3 separate regions of the Zea mays genome follow, and regions 1 and 2 are each linked to region 3. Evidence: chromatin contacts called from public Hi-C data. All regions are on one chromosome and are shown on one strand. Each heading gives the region's core, a stretch centred on a gene start, on an enhancer-like site or on the middle of the called end of the contact. The rest is flanking DNA. Distances are from core to core; before and after follow the strand shown.

Region 1 (4,172 bases), core at 895-3,394, 200 kb before region 3:
TATCATCCTTTTGGCTCGCATTTGAACGCTTAGAATCACCAATGCTCCTGACTGAATGGCCATTCCTGGGTGGCAATAAGCAATATAGCTCCCCAGCCCCTTCAGATGGCAGATCCACTGAATCTTGGTCTTGCCTACTAGATGTACTTGCAACAGAACCGCTGCTTCTCTCAGGAAGAACACAGTAGAGCACACTGGCACCCTTACCTGGAAGCTCGGAAATCTCGTCTCCCTGTTTGACAGTTGACTCTTCAGCATTTGTACTAGAAGGATCTGCGTCGATCTCGACCTGATCCGTTGACAAATTCTCCAATTCACTTCCCTTGGTGCCAAAGTCACGCGTGGCGTCACCCTCACCGTCATCTTTATTTTCTTGTAAAGAAAGTGCGCCCCCTTTAGCCTGACGAGCTCGGAACGGCACTACGCAATACATCTCATCATCACCACACGGGAGAACTTCTGCCGAGACCTTACCTGGATGGACGCTCGACTCTCTCCGGAACTCAATCTTGCCATTGCTCACGGCGAGGACCGCACACTTCGCGGGCAGCTTCTTTGCGCAGTACTTTGCAACTGAGTGCGACGACCTGAAGGATGATGCAAATCACCATTTACAGCAAGGCAGAGCTAGAGGGGGGTAATGATAGGATGAGAAAAGCTTGAGATATATCTTCCATAGTGGAAAGCACTGAGCATCCAATGCCGATGGCACTTTATACTTACGAAATCGCACGCCTCTTCTTGGCGACGCCGAGGACAACCTTTGCGGCCCCGAACAGGCTGGCCTCACGAACTAGCGCCTTGCGCACCGACGAGTCCTTGCAAATCTTCAGGTTTAGATTGATCTACGCGCGCAACAGGATGAATAAGAAGTTACTACGGAGTACTACTAGTACCCAGATAAAAGAAAAAAAATATCAGGCGAATTCAGCACAGCGGCAAAGCCACGGGGAGAATGGGTAAAAGGACTTAATCTGGTACAGAAACGAAAGCCAACTTGTACTAGGGCATAGAAGGCAAGCCATAAATGAAGTGAAAATTGGATCTCTTTTGCACGATAAATGTAAAAAAGGTCAGGGCAAAATTTGGTCATTGTGCCAAAAAATTAACCAATCGTACGCGTGCGTGGAATGAGTATCCGGTAGCCCGTAGCCAAGCGCGAAATCAACCGAAAAATCGTGCATTTTGGCATGAAACACGGATGAATTGCATCGAACGAGCTTGGGTGAAAAAAAAACGAGAATCTTTTCAGAGTCAGCACACAGCAAGGAGGAGGATGTCGATAAGAAGTCAAGCAAAGCAAGGGTAAAGAACGAAATGGACGGAAGGGGAGGGAGGGAGCCAACAGCCAGGGCGAGGAGAGGCGCGGAGCGGCGACTACCTGCTTGAGGTTGCAGAAGCCCTCGTAGACGGCGAGCATGGCGTCGAAGTCGACCGCCTCGGCGGCGGACGGCGGCGCGACGTGGACGGCGACGACGCGGTCCAGGGGCGCGGCCACATTGACGAGCACCCAGGTGAGCAGCGCCCGGCTCTCGGCGTCCGCGCGCACGCCTACCAGCACTGTCCTCCCCTCCGCCTCCGCCTCCGCCTCCGCCTCCGCCTCCTCCTGAACGGCCGCGGCTGCGGCGGCGTCCATGGCCTCGGCCGCCCCCGACGACCCTTGCTCCTCCGTCTCCTCCCGCTGTTGCTGCGGCGGCGGTTTCTTCCTGGACGACACCTTCATCTGCGCGGCGTCGCTCGGCGACTCACAGGGAGGAGGCGGATGCGGATGCGGATGCTGCGGCGTGCGCGACCATGGGACTGTGCGTGTGTGTGTGAGAGAGAGAGAGAGGAGAGCGTCTCTCCCTCGGTCCCTCCCTCCTCCGCCTGTGAGAGGTCGGCGGCGGTTCGTGCCCGTTGCTTGCTGCCCGCCTGTCCGGTCTCTCTCTCTCCCTCTCCCTCCTCGGTCCTCCCTCTCGCAGCGCAGGCTGGCTTGCTTTGCTTGTGGCAGTTGTGCTGCTGCGGTTTCTCTCTCCAAGTCCCACCATTTGGGTTGCCAGCAACCGCTCTTTTCACACCGTCCCGTTGCGCATTTCGCCTGCCGCCCTTTTTCCTTCCCCCTCTCTTTTTCTCACACGGTGTGGAATCCGAGTTTTTTTTTACGTCAGGATTTGTTAACTTTCCCGCTTGTGTTCTTAATCCTGGAGATGCCCTAGTCTGTGACTGCGCCGGGCCAACAGACACCTGCCCTCTCTTCCCTTCCATTTCATCAAGCTCTGATTACCTCCTAGCAGTGCAAATTATTGGTACTAATTAATAATGCGGGGCAGTTAAGCCACCGATAATCTTCTGTGGCTCTGACAGGGAAGATGCTCAGCTGCTGCAATTCTGACAGGAACGGTCCTCGTCTTTCAATTGTTCTGGTCAAATCTGACGGGTGGACTAAACCCCAAGCTAATGGCGACGAAACGGTCGTAGCAGGTCTCCGCCGGTCTTCGTTCTCCCTCCTTTATTGGATGACCTCTGTTTGGAACTGAGCAGGAAGGTCATCAAACCTGTGAACACAACCCTCTGCTTTAGAACTCAAAATGGATCATATAAAATGACCATTTAATTAGCTTACGCTCTGCAAATTCTGTTTCATCTATACAATTTTAGAATTAAAAAATGTTATAAAATGTTTGTTTATCTTACGCTCTACCTCTCTGTGAAGTCATACAGGTTAGACGAAATGCTCGTGTCTCGTTAGCTCACTTGGTTCGTGGTTAGCTCGATCCGGCTTAGATCAGCTTGTTTGATTTTTTTTCACGAGCTAAGCTGACACCGTAGCTCGGTTTGTTAACGAGCTAGCTCGCGAGCTAAACGAGCTATCATATTTTAACAAAATGAAACTATATGCACATCTTTTACGCATCAATTGATGAATATGTTATATGTATGTGTGATGAGTTAAACTAATGATTGATGAACTGTGTCTATGTGTTAGATTGGTCTATGTAACTATGGTTGTGGGTTAAACTGATGAACATCTATGTGAATTGATTATGAATAAGAAATAAGTTATGTCAATTTGGTATTACATTTATATGATCTGTGTAACTATGAATATAATTATTATTTTCTATTGTTAAATTGGTTTAAAACTAACCTGGCGAAGGAACGGGCGAGAATGGTCTACGAAAAGACTGAATTATATACAGGTCTCTCTCATTATGACGGTTTACTTACAGCGACGTACAATTGGTTACTAAAAACGCATTCAACAACTAAAAGTCTTTAGCGATATATATATAATGATGGTCGTTGTAAATACAGTCGCAAAAGGCTCCAACATTGCCTTTGCAGCGAGGGCTTGCGCTATGCAGACTCTAGCTCCTGTGTGTCAAGATTCACGAAACAACAATAAGACCAACTTTTTGCTTATCAATTGCTGCTGTGTACGCTTCTAGAGATCGAGATGGCGACGTACAAGGCTCAGGCTGCAATCAGACGTACAAGAAGCTAATTTTTAAGTCCCATTCCGTTTGGTGGGACAACAGGCACAAGTTACGTTTACAAAAAAAAAAAAAAAACTGTAAGATTAAAAAAACATTTTTCTTATTATTTTGAATATATAGCTAGGCTTTGTCGATCGGTTATTATCGTACGTACTCATGAGTTCTGCCCCAAAAAACACTACAATTCTCACTTTCTGAAAGAGTGATAACAGTTTCAGTTTTGGGTCGCCTAGCTAGCTCTATATTGTGAAGCCCTAGCACTTTTTATGCCAAGTAAATTTGTTTTCTGTTTGCCGTATTTTATTTAAAAATGAACTAGTAAACGGTAAATATTGGAGAGTCCGAAGACACAAATGTCAATTTGTTCATATAAGACAGGTCAGAATCTAGAAAGTTTGACTAGTTAGTTCCATCACGGAAGGATTGCGATTATCGTATCCGAGATAGATAACTTTGAAGGTTTACTAAAATCTATAGAAAAGAACCAAATATGTACATCACAAAATATATTTTATATTAGATTAATTTATATAATTTAGTTGAGTTTAAAATGACTTGATTTTATAGCGGTAGTAGTCAAAGGTACGTAGGTAGGAACAAAATGTGTAGGGTCAGGTCAGACCGTCAGAGACAAACGGGAACCTGTGCAAGTAAAACCACTTGTCGGTACTGCATGCATAGGTGTAACGTGTTTGC
Region 2 (4,085 bases), core at 1,106-3,605, 130 kb before region 3:
TCTTAGTATTGCTCTTGGAGGCATGTTACAAAGGATGCAAGTGAGAGTGAGAGTGTGAGGGAGAGGAGAACTGCTACTGAATGCTACTAGCTCTCTTGTCTTTCCTGGTTGTTGTTCAGCCGCCCCCTTTTATAGTTCAAGGGGGATGTCTTTACAAGGGGATGGGTCGTTTGAAGCGGAGTAGGGCCTGTTATCTACGAGAGTTCCCTTGACATAGGTCCTCTGACGCCGTCTTCTGATACTAACGTAAGCGCACGACCGATAAGGCAGGTCACTCCACCATGTTCTGTTCGTGGGTTACTGTAGAGACTCTGGTGCTGAGGCTCTCCGTAGTGGAACTTGGCTGGTCTCGCATCACTGTGTTGGGGGCGTTAAGGGCCATACATGATGATGCCTCGTCTTGTTGATGGAGACTCTCCGACACTCCCCAACGTGTCGTGGCGTCGGTCAAGACGGTATTTGGTGGCGACGTGCCTTATCGTGGATGGCGTGGGTCAACAGTGTCCGCCTCGTTTTCACACTAAGCGGGTACAGGTGTGTGCCTGCCATGCGCGTGACAGGGGGTCGTGGAACTAGGGTCCACAGATGTATGGGCCCCGTTGCGGGTCTTCACGTCTCCGCCTCGCCCAATTTCTTGGCGGAACTTGGTCGTTTCGTCCACCTCGTAGAGTTGCTCGGGGGAATTCGGTCGGTCCGTCTGCCTCGCAGAGTTGCTCGGCAGGACCTAGTCGGTTCGTCCGCCGAGCAAGTCGGTTCGTCTACCTCGCCCAGTTGCTCGGGGGAACTTGGTCGACTTACTCCTGTGGCTATTCGCCCAGTTGGGCCACCACTAGTAATGGGCCTACTTTGAGTACCCCGTTCCTGGGGACCCGTCAGATGGCTTTTGACAATCACCCAGAATAATACATATAATATATGATAATGCTATAGTAGTCTGGTTGATTGACAATTTTAGAGAAACAAAAGAAATATAGAATTCACTTTAAGTAGCAAACTAAGTCACCAAAAAAAGTCGCAACACAGCCCTTCCTTGTACAGCTTACAATTGTCACCCTCAGTCACGACCAAGCAGTTCACCGTTTGTCTCATTTCCATTTATATCACTTTAAGCAAAAAACACATATAATGAACACTAATGGTCCCAATTATACATATCCACGTCCTGTGCAATCGGATGCCACAATCTATATGCAGTGCAGAGCAGAGCTCTAGACAACATGCGATTCAGCAGTCAGCACTAAGACAGAAACTGCAATCTGCAGGAAGGTTGCTATACCCAACTTCGTTAGACATACTAGCAGGGCAATTAGCAGGTATGAAGCACTCTAAGCACACAAGTTTTATTACCAACCATAGGAACCTAACAAGCAACACAGACAGACACAGGTAGGTACCCTCCCTGAAACCAACACTGAGGTAACGAAGCAAACATTCCAACATCCTCCGTCCACGAAATTGAGTCTAAATTTTCGTGCAGCCTCTGTATCCAATGCTCCCTCCGTACCACCCAATAAAGGGCCTGTTTGGATACAAGAACTAATTGTTAGCTAGCTAAAGCATCCAAACAGGAGGGCTAATAGGTGTTACCTAAGCCTTCTACAAGTTGCTAGCCAACTCTAGCTAGTTTCTAGCTAGTTTGTGCTCATTTTTAGCCCTAACTAGTCCAAACAGCGCCAATACTAACCTAAGAAAGCTTCACTTGCACGCATAGAGCAAATCACCACCCTTGACGCAAATGACTATACGAAACGCTCCATGTTAATCATGGAGACAGCACGAGATAGGAGCTCTGTCATCTACGACACCCTAAAGCAATCATTATCAGGCACAATGTGCAACGTGACTGCATCGGTTGGCCCTACATCCGCATCGGCATTGGGCATCGGGGCAGGCTGGTCAAGATGGGGGCTAAGACGAGCCTCCCCGCTAGCCCTAGAACAGCGGGCGCACCGGGCAAAGCAACCCAGCGCCAGGACACCGGGCAAGGAAGTCCCCAACCATTTCTCACGAGACAAAGCGCAACGGGGGAGCATCCTTACGGAAGAGGAGGAGGCCCGCTAAGGCGCCGGCGAGGGAGGAGTAGGCAACTCGACGGATGGAGAGGTCGAGGCACGCGTCCCACTTGGCGTCCAGGTTGTACCGCGGCGGGATCCCCGACTTAGGAGGCGGGGACAAAGTCGCCATCGCTGGCGCTGGCGGCGGCGTGGCTGCGGCGGTGTCGGTCGCCTCCGCCATGGCGAGGGTTTCGCTCGCGAGTCGCGACACGAGGAGAAAGGCTGATGCGATTCGGGGAGGCGCAAAGGAGGGGAGGAGGGGCGGACCGGTGGAGACAGCGGAGCGGAGGCGGAGTGCGTGTGGGGATGCTTGAAGCTTGATGCGAACTAGTGCGTGCCGCGCGCCTGCGCGCGATAAAAAAAAATCTGTTTGTGATATCTTAAATTGTATATAAATATTATATATGAGTTAATATATGATACATGTTATGTATGTGGAAGTAAAAAAATGATTGGAAAGTAGTTGGTAATCAGAAGCATGTGTACAAGAATTTGAGTGAATTGATCATACAATATGTGGGTGTTTAGGATGACTCTAAGTTTAAACTCTAGTGTGTAAGTGTAGTTTATAATATCAATTTAAATATTTTTAGAAATATTTTTTTATCTAAATAATAAATAAAATAACTTATCTAAATATTTTTTAAAAGATTTATAGCTTCAACTCCACGATTTTCTAGAGGGTAAGTGCTTACCATAGTAATAAAGATGTTGTAGCTTTGGGGGGAAATGGAAGTACCTTAGCGGGTGATTCTAATGTACTGGACCAAATTTTAGGATTATTAGATATTAGATTGTTCGTACCATGCGATGACATTTGGTGTAATAGTTAAAGTATAGTTTAATATAGTTATTTTCACAACAGTAAAGCATACCTGGTGTGAAGTTTCATCATCCTTTTTTTATTTGCTTTTGCAATTGAATTATGGTAAATGATTTTGTAACAAAAAATGACTGTTATTAAATAGGAATCACTTCCCGAAGTAGGTGACAGTGAGACGAAAAGAAAGTTAAGAGAAATATCTTTACCTAGTGTGGCCTCCGTCTGAAAATACCAAAGATTTTTTTAGGAAGAACACACGTTCTTTATTATTGATTTAAAGTAAAATTACAATCACTTCTAGCTGCTTTCATAAGCCAATTAGGAAAGCAATTTAGCCAAAATAAAACAGGAGCCAACTCTATAGCCTTACTTACACAAAGGTGAGCTACCTCATTTCCCTCTCTATTAACGAAAGATACATCAAATGATCTGAAAACCACACTCCTCTCTCTGATTTCTTGCCATAAACCTACGATAGCACTCCTTCTTCCCTCCTCTGACCGGAGAAGAGCCATCAAAATACCAAAGATTTGGCAACCTACATAATAAATAATAAATCAGTGGAGCTTAGGAAGGAAGGGAGTAGAGATCTACATATTAAAGGAAATCTAAGTACTTCATTGTTTTGTGACACAATTCTGACATGGGAACATCCAAGTGCAGGGATTTTTTTTGGTATTGTCTGATGATGAGTGTTCCAGCAACGGGTGAAAGGAGTATGTTGTTGGAGTAGACGATGTTATTTCTTTGTAGTTAAGAGATTCTGTAGGCCAGTTTTTAAAAAGACTAAAAAATAACTACATGTACTTTGCAAAACTGAGAAACCTCGCACTGAGCATAACTTATGAATAGACTTTGTAAAATTAATATTAATAGCGCACAGAAAAATATTACATAAACGTAAATGGTGTCGATGGAAGAGATAATGGTTGGAACTTACGTAGAGATGAGCAGAACAGTCCTACCAGCAATTGTGAAATTTAGAGGCACATCCGCATAGAAAGCCTTAATGTAAAGACAAAGAATAAGTAAATAAGTACCCATATATTTGATTACATTCTTAATATGCTATTAACAATTGAACTGCACACACATTTTTTTATTATAACTGAACAGGTCCACAGTAAAGTTATCTTGTAGGTCAGTTCTGAAGCCACTAACAACTAACTGCATGTTATGTAAAACAACTTATTTGGCAAGAAGGGAAA
Region 3 (3,827 bases), core at 254-2,753:
CAAAATTGAGCCATGTCTATTTATCAACTGTAAACAACTCTTCTTTGGTTCCTTCACTGTTGTTATAATAAGCACACAAAAAATCGATTACAAGAGTCAAGGATTGTGATATTCTGGCCCCGGTGGATGGTGATATGATGGCCCAATGCTTAATAGAATTAATAAAGTACTCATACTAATAAGATGCATCTTCTTTTTTGGAAGTCTGTCTCGAAATAACCTCTGGGTTAAGTGTGCTTGGTCCGGAGCAATCTTGGAATAGGTGACCGATCGGGAAGTTTTCTCGGGTGCGTATGAATGAGGACAAAGTGCACACAAAAGACTTGTATTGGTCTGTGGGAATGATCTATGATCCTAAAAGGCTGTCAGGAGTAAGTACCGTGAGTCCGGGAATGGACGGGGTGTTACAAGGATTCCCAGGTTACTAACTAGACACTAATCGAATCGATTACAAGGATACCCAATAATTACCCATTAGATAATAATCAAACATGCCAATGGGTACTGAACCAACTTGCTGAAAATCAAGAAAATGCACAAGATGAAATATTACCTTGAGGAATTCAGTTGGTCCTATCCGTGAGAGGAATTGTCCTTCAGGTACATAAACCATCCAAGAGTCATAAGACGCACAAGGGACTGATTCGCCTAATGCATCAAGGACCTGAGGCAGGCAAACAAATCAGAACAATTTGAAGCTGTCGCCATGATCAATAACAATGTCCGTCTGCGTGAATCCAACTAAAAAATGACAAAAGGAGTACGCGTAATGAGGTGTCACTTGAGATCACCTGAGCAAGTGGATTTGCCTGGGGGCCTCTGGACTGGAATCCGGAGAACAAGGATGGCCCTGAATCGAAGTTGAATCCCTTGATATCGAACGAGTGCGCGGCGCCTCCCGGGCGGTCATGGCTCTCGAGCACCAGCACGTCCTGGCCGTACCTCGCCAGGAGGCCGGCGCAGCACAGCCCGCCGAGCCCGCTGCCTATCACAACCACGTCCGCCTCCGGCCTCTCCACCGCCCTGGTCGACAACTGCGACGCGATGAGGAGGCGAAGCCTGAAATCCGAATGGTCAGTTTGGTTTGTTGGTGCGTTGCCGTCCGTACCCGGAAATCCCGCGGTTCTGGCGCTCGGGGAACGCGGGGTCGGCGGGGCGCTCGTCCGCAGCCACCGCGCGGCAGCGCGTCCTTGGAGCGGCGGCGGTTGCCGAGCGCGGACGCGGACGCGGCGAAGGGGCGGGAGGGTGGCGGCCGTGCGGAGGCCGCAGCGCGCGGGAGGCCAATGCCGAGGCGGCCATCTCGGACGTAGTCGCAGAAGCGGAGGGCGAGCGGCGTCCGGCGATGCGAAGGCAACTGGTGGGGACTGGGGAGACGACGAGCAGGGCGAGTAGTGCGAGTGAGGCCACGGCTGTGGACACGTGGCCTCTCGACGGCCGTTCTCCGTTCGCGGCGGCCGTTGCCTCGTCCAGGACGGACCCGAGATAACATGGGCTGTAGTAACGAGACCACAAATACAAGAGATCTCCTCATCCAGAACTCAAGGCCACAAAGTCGACAGGGCCTGACCTCCGAACCGACTACCGAGTGCTGTGCTGACCATCGCCGCCCGAAGCACGGACGAGTTCCATCCGAGCCCTCGTCGAAGCGTCGATGCAAACTTGAGTTATTGGTCTGGACCGGATTGAGCCAAGGCCATTGCCTCAATCGGCCCATCACGCGGCCTTTCAGGCACTCCCTGGCGGCGGCCCCTAGCCAGCCTCTCGCGCGTGCGCAGCCGGCACCCTGTGGCTCACTCAGCAGCTGCGCGCGGCAGGCCAGCAGTGGTAGTGGACAGCGGCAGCGGCTGTGCTCGGCGGCCCCTGTGTTGATGTGCGCTGCTCAGCTGCTGTGCCCAGCGGCCGACACCTCTGCGGCTCTCCTTTGCTCGACGTCGAGTTCGTCCCTGATCTGGCTCAACGATTTACTGGTTTTTTTGCCGATGCTTCATAGTTGGTGCGGAGATGAGTTCTTTTATGATTACTAATGCCATTTCTTATTGATTTGTCCTTTAAATTGACAGATTTTTGTACTTTGTACTATCAATATCAAATTGAAACATGTTGTGGATTCCAATTTTAATTGTACATCTTGTTTTTTGTTTGTTGTTTTACATACTCAATCCTACTGATTAAATTAGGCATCAAGATCGTATCAATGACATTGATTAGAATTGTTACTCCAAACCACCAGTTTCACTATCCGTGCTCACAGTTGAATCTGCTATATATTATACAATTATAACAATGCAAAATACTCTTTAGGTTGTTTTTTTTAAACCCCTTCAGATGTTTTTAATACCCAATCTTAAAATACTGGACCCGGCACTGTTGCAGGCGAGGGAGAAATTCCAGCAATGCTTGTCGTGCAACTGCCGCCACCTGAGGTAGCGGGTGAGGATGAGAGCAATAGCCGTGGTGTCTTCGTGGAGTTCATGACCAAGTAATTCATCCTTGCTTATGTGAACGGTATCCATCTCCTTTTTCGACTGAAATTTGCATTAACTGAGCTGATTCTTACATCTGCCGCGTCACAGGGTCGCTCAGTTCAATGAGCTTGTTGAATCTGGGGAGCGATTGCTTGGGAGATTTCGTGAGGAGCTTGGTTAGTTTTTGTTGACACGTCTGATTTGCCATGGAGGTTCAGTTTATATTATCCACTGGGAAGCCATTTTGTGATGGTATTATGTACTTGTCCACCGGTCAATTTTCTGTAATTGTGATGACTGAGGCACATAACAATCTTATTGCAGAGTATTTTCGTAGGCCGCAGATTTCTAAGGAAGCAGATGTAATGAATCAGATACTTAAATCAAACTGCACTGTCAGAATGAGGTCCTATATTGAAACTGGCTGCAGGGTCCACTGCCAAAACATCTCAAACATTAATCAGCGTGAGTTATATAGCTTTGTTAGTGAACAGCCTTTTTTATTCTTACATGCTAACGGTTGATATGACTCGCTCATCTGAATTCGTTCTGTACATCTTTTTTTTCCTGAACTGAAGTAGAAAAGACTATGGAAGGTCCTGACTGTAGAGTTTTCTCTCATATTGTGATTTTTGGGCTAATTCTATGTATTCTGCTGTTATTCTTGGATTTCTTATTGAAGTATGAGCTCTAGAGAACATAACTGTTCAATTTTAATGATAATTTCATACTCTTTAATTAGTTTGGTATTGATTTTTTCTTTTCCTTGTGCCAGTGAGCTCATGCGAAAATGGACTTAAAGATCATATAAAGAAAGGTACTTGATCTTTGTATCTTACATGAGTTTGTTTGTCTTTATCCTGTTCAATATTCACAAGCACTTTTTTAGTGTTAAGACCATGCTGCACTTGTGCAAACTCTATAGACTGCTTGAGTGGCCAGATACGGTCAGATTGGCGCGGCAAACGTTTGCTTGTGGACTGTGGTCCAAAGGGATTTATTCTTATGTTGGACATAGAAGCGTTAACCAATGCAATTTTTGTCCTTGGTTCATATTTTTAAACTTGGAGCTATGGGTTTATAATATCACCTTTTTTTACATGTTTGTGAAAATATTCGGCTCTAATTGACCTTGTGTTCTTTTTTTATTGTTCTCCTAGTTAAGACCTTGCTTGAAGAGCTTGAATGTCTGGTTGAGAATGTCTATGGCATCACACTAACAGCCAGTTTAAGTGCTCTGGAAGTTTCAGACAGTCAGTGCCTTGACAGCATGCTAAGTACCGATCGCTGCTCCGTGGAGGTAGGGTATGCTGTTTGCACATTCTTTTCTTCTTCTTTCACTGTTCTTTCTACTCATCGGAG

Evidence for each region. A called contact is a pair of places that touch in the nucleus more often than the background predicts.
Region 1: a Hi-C map of bundle sheath shows a contact between it and region 3, with 2.2 times the contacts expected there. The contact joins the promoter of LOC103625730 here to the promoter of LOC100281491 in region 3. A contact is called at or near these places in 4 of 25 Hi-C or Micro-C datasets (bundle sheath, ear, leaf and 1 more).
Region 2: a contact with region 3 is called in a Hi-C map of ear, with 2.5 times the contacts expected there. The contact joins the promoter of LOC103625728 here to the promoter of LOC100281491 in region 3. A contact is called at or near these places in 3 of 25 Hi-C or Micro-C datasets (bundle sheath, ear and tassel).

Annotation. Positions count from the first base shown.
Region 1 is chr5:1,844,020-1,848,191 of Zm-B73-REFERENCE-NAM-5.0, reverse strand. LOC103625730 (putative protein kinase superfamily protein) reads right to left here and starts at 2,144. Exons shown (of 9, transcript XM_035958914.1): 1 at 1,382-2,144; 2 at 724-845; 3 at 1-587. The coding sequence starts at 1,723.
Region 2 is chr5:1,770,778-1,774,862 of Zm-B73-REFERENCE-NAM-5.0, reverse strand. It overlaps LOC103625728, which reads right to left and starts at 2,355. Exons shown (of 3, transcript NM_001321410.1): 1 at 2,040-2,355. The coding sequence starts at 2,235.
Region 3 is chr5:1,639,830-1,643,656 of Zm-B73-REFERENCE-NAM-5.0, reverse strand. It overlaps LOC100281491 (carotenoid isomerase 1), which reads right to left and starts at 1,503. Exons shown (of 10, transcript NM_001360246.1): 1 at 1,109-1,503; 2 at 792-1,023; 3 at 554-664. The coding sequence starts at 1,299. It overlaps LOC100273411, which reads left to right and starts at 1,717. Exons shown (of 8, transcript NM_001147848.1): 1 at 1,717-1,993; 2 at 2,374-2,479; 3 at 2,574-2,641; 4 at 2,790-2,930; 5 at 3,241-3,282; 6 at 3,626-3,765. The coding sequence starts at 2,394.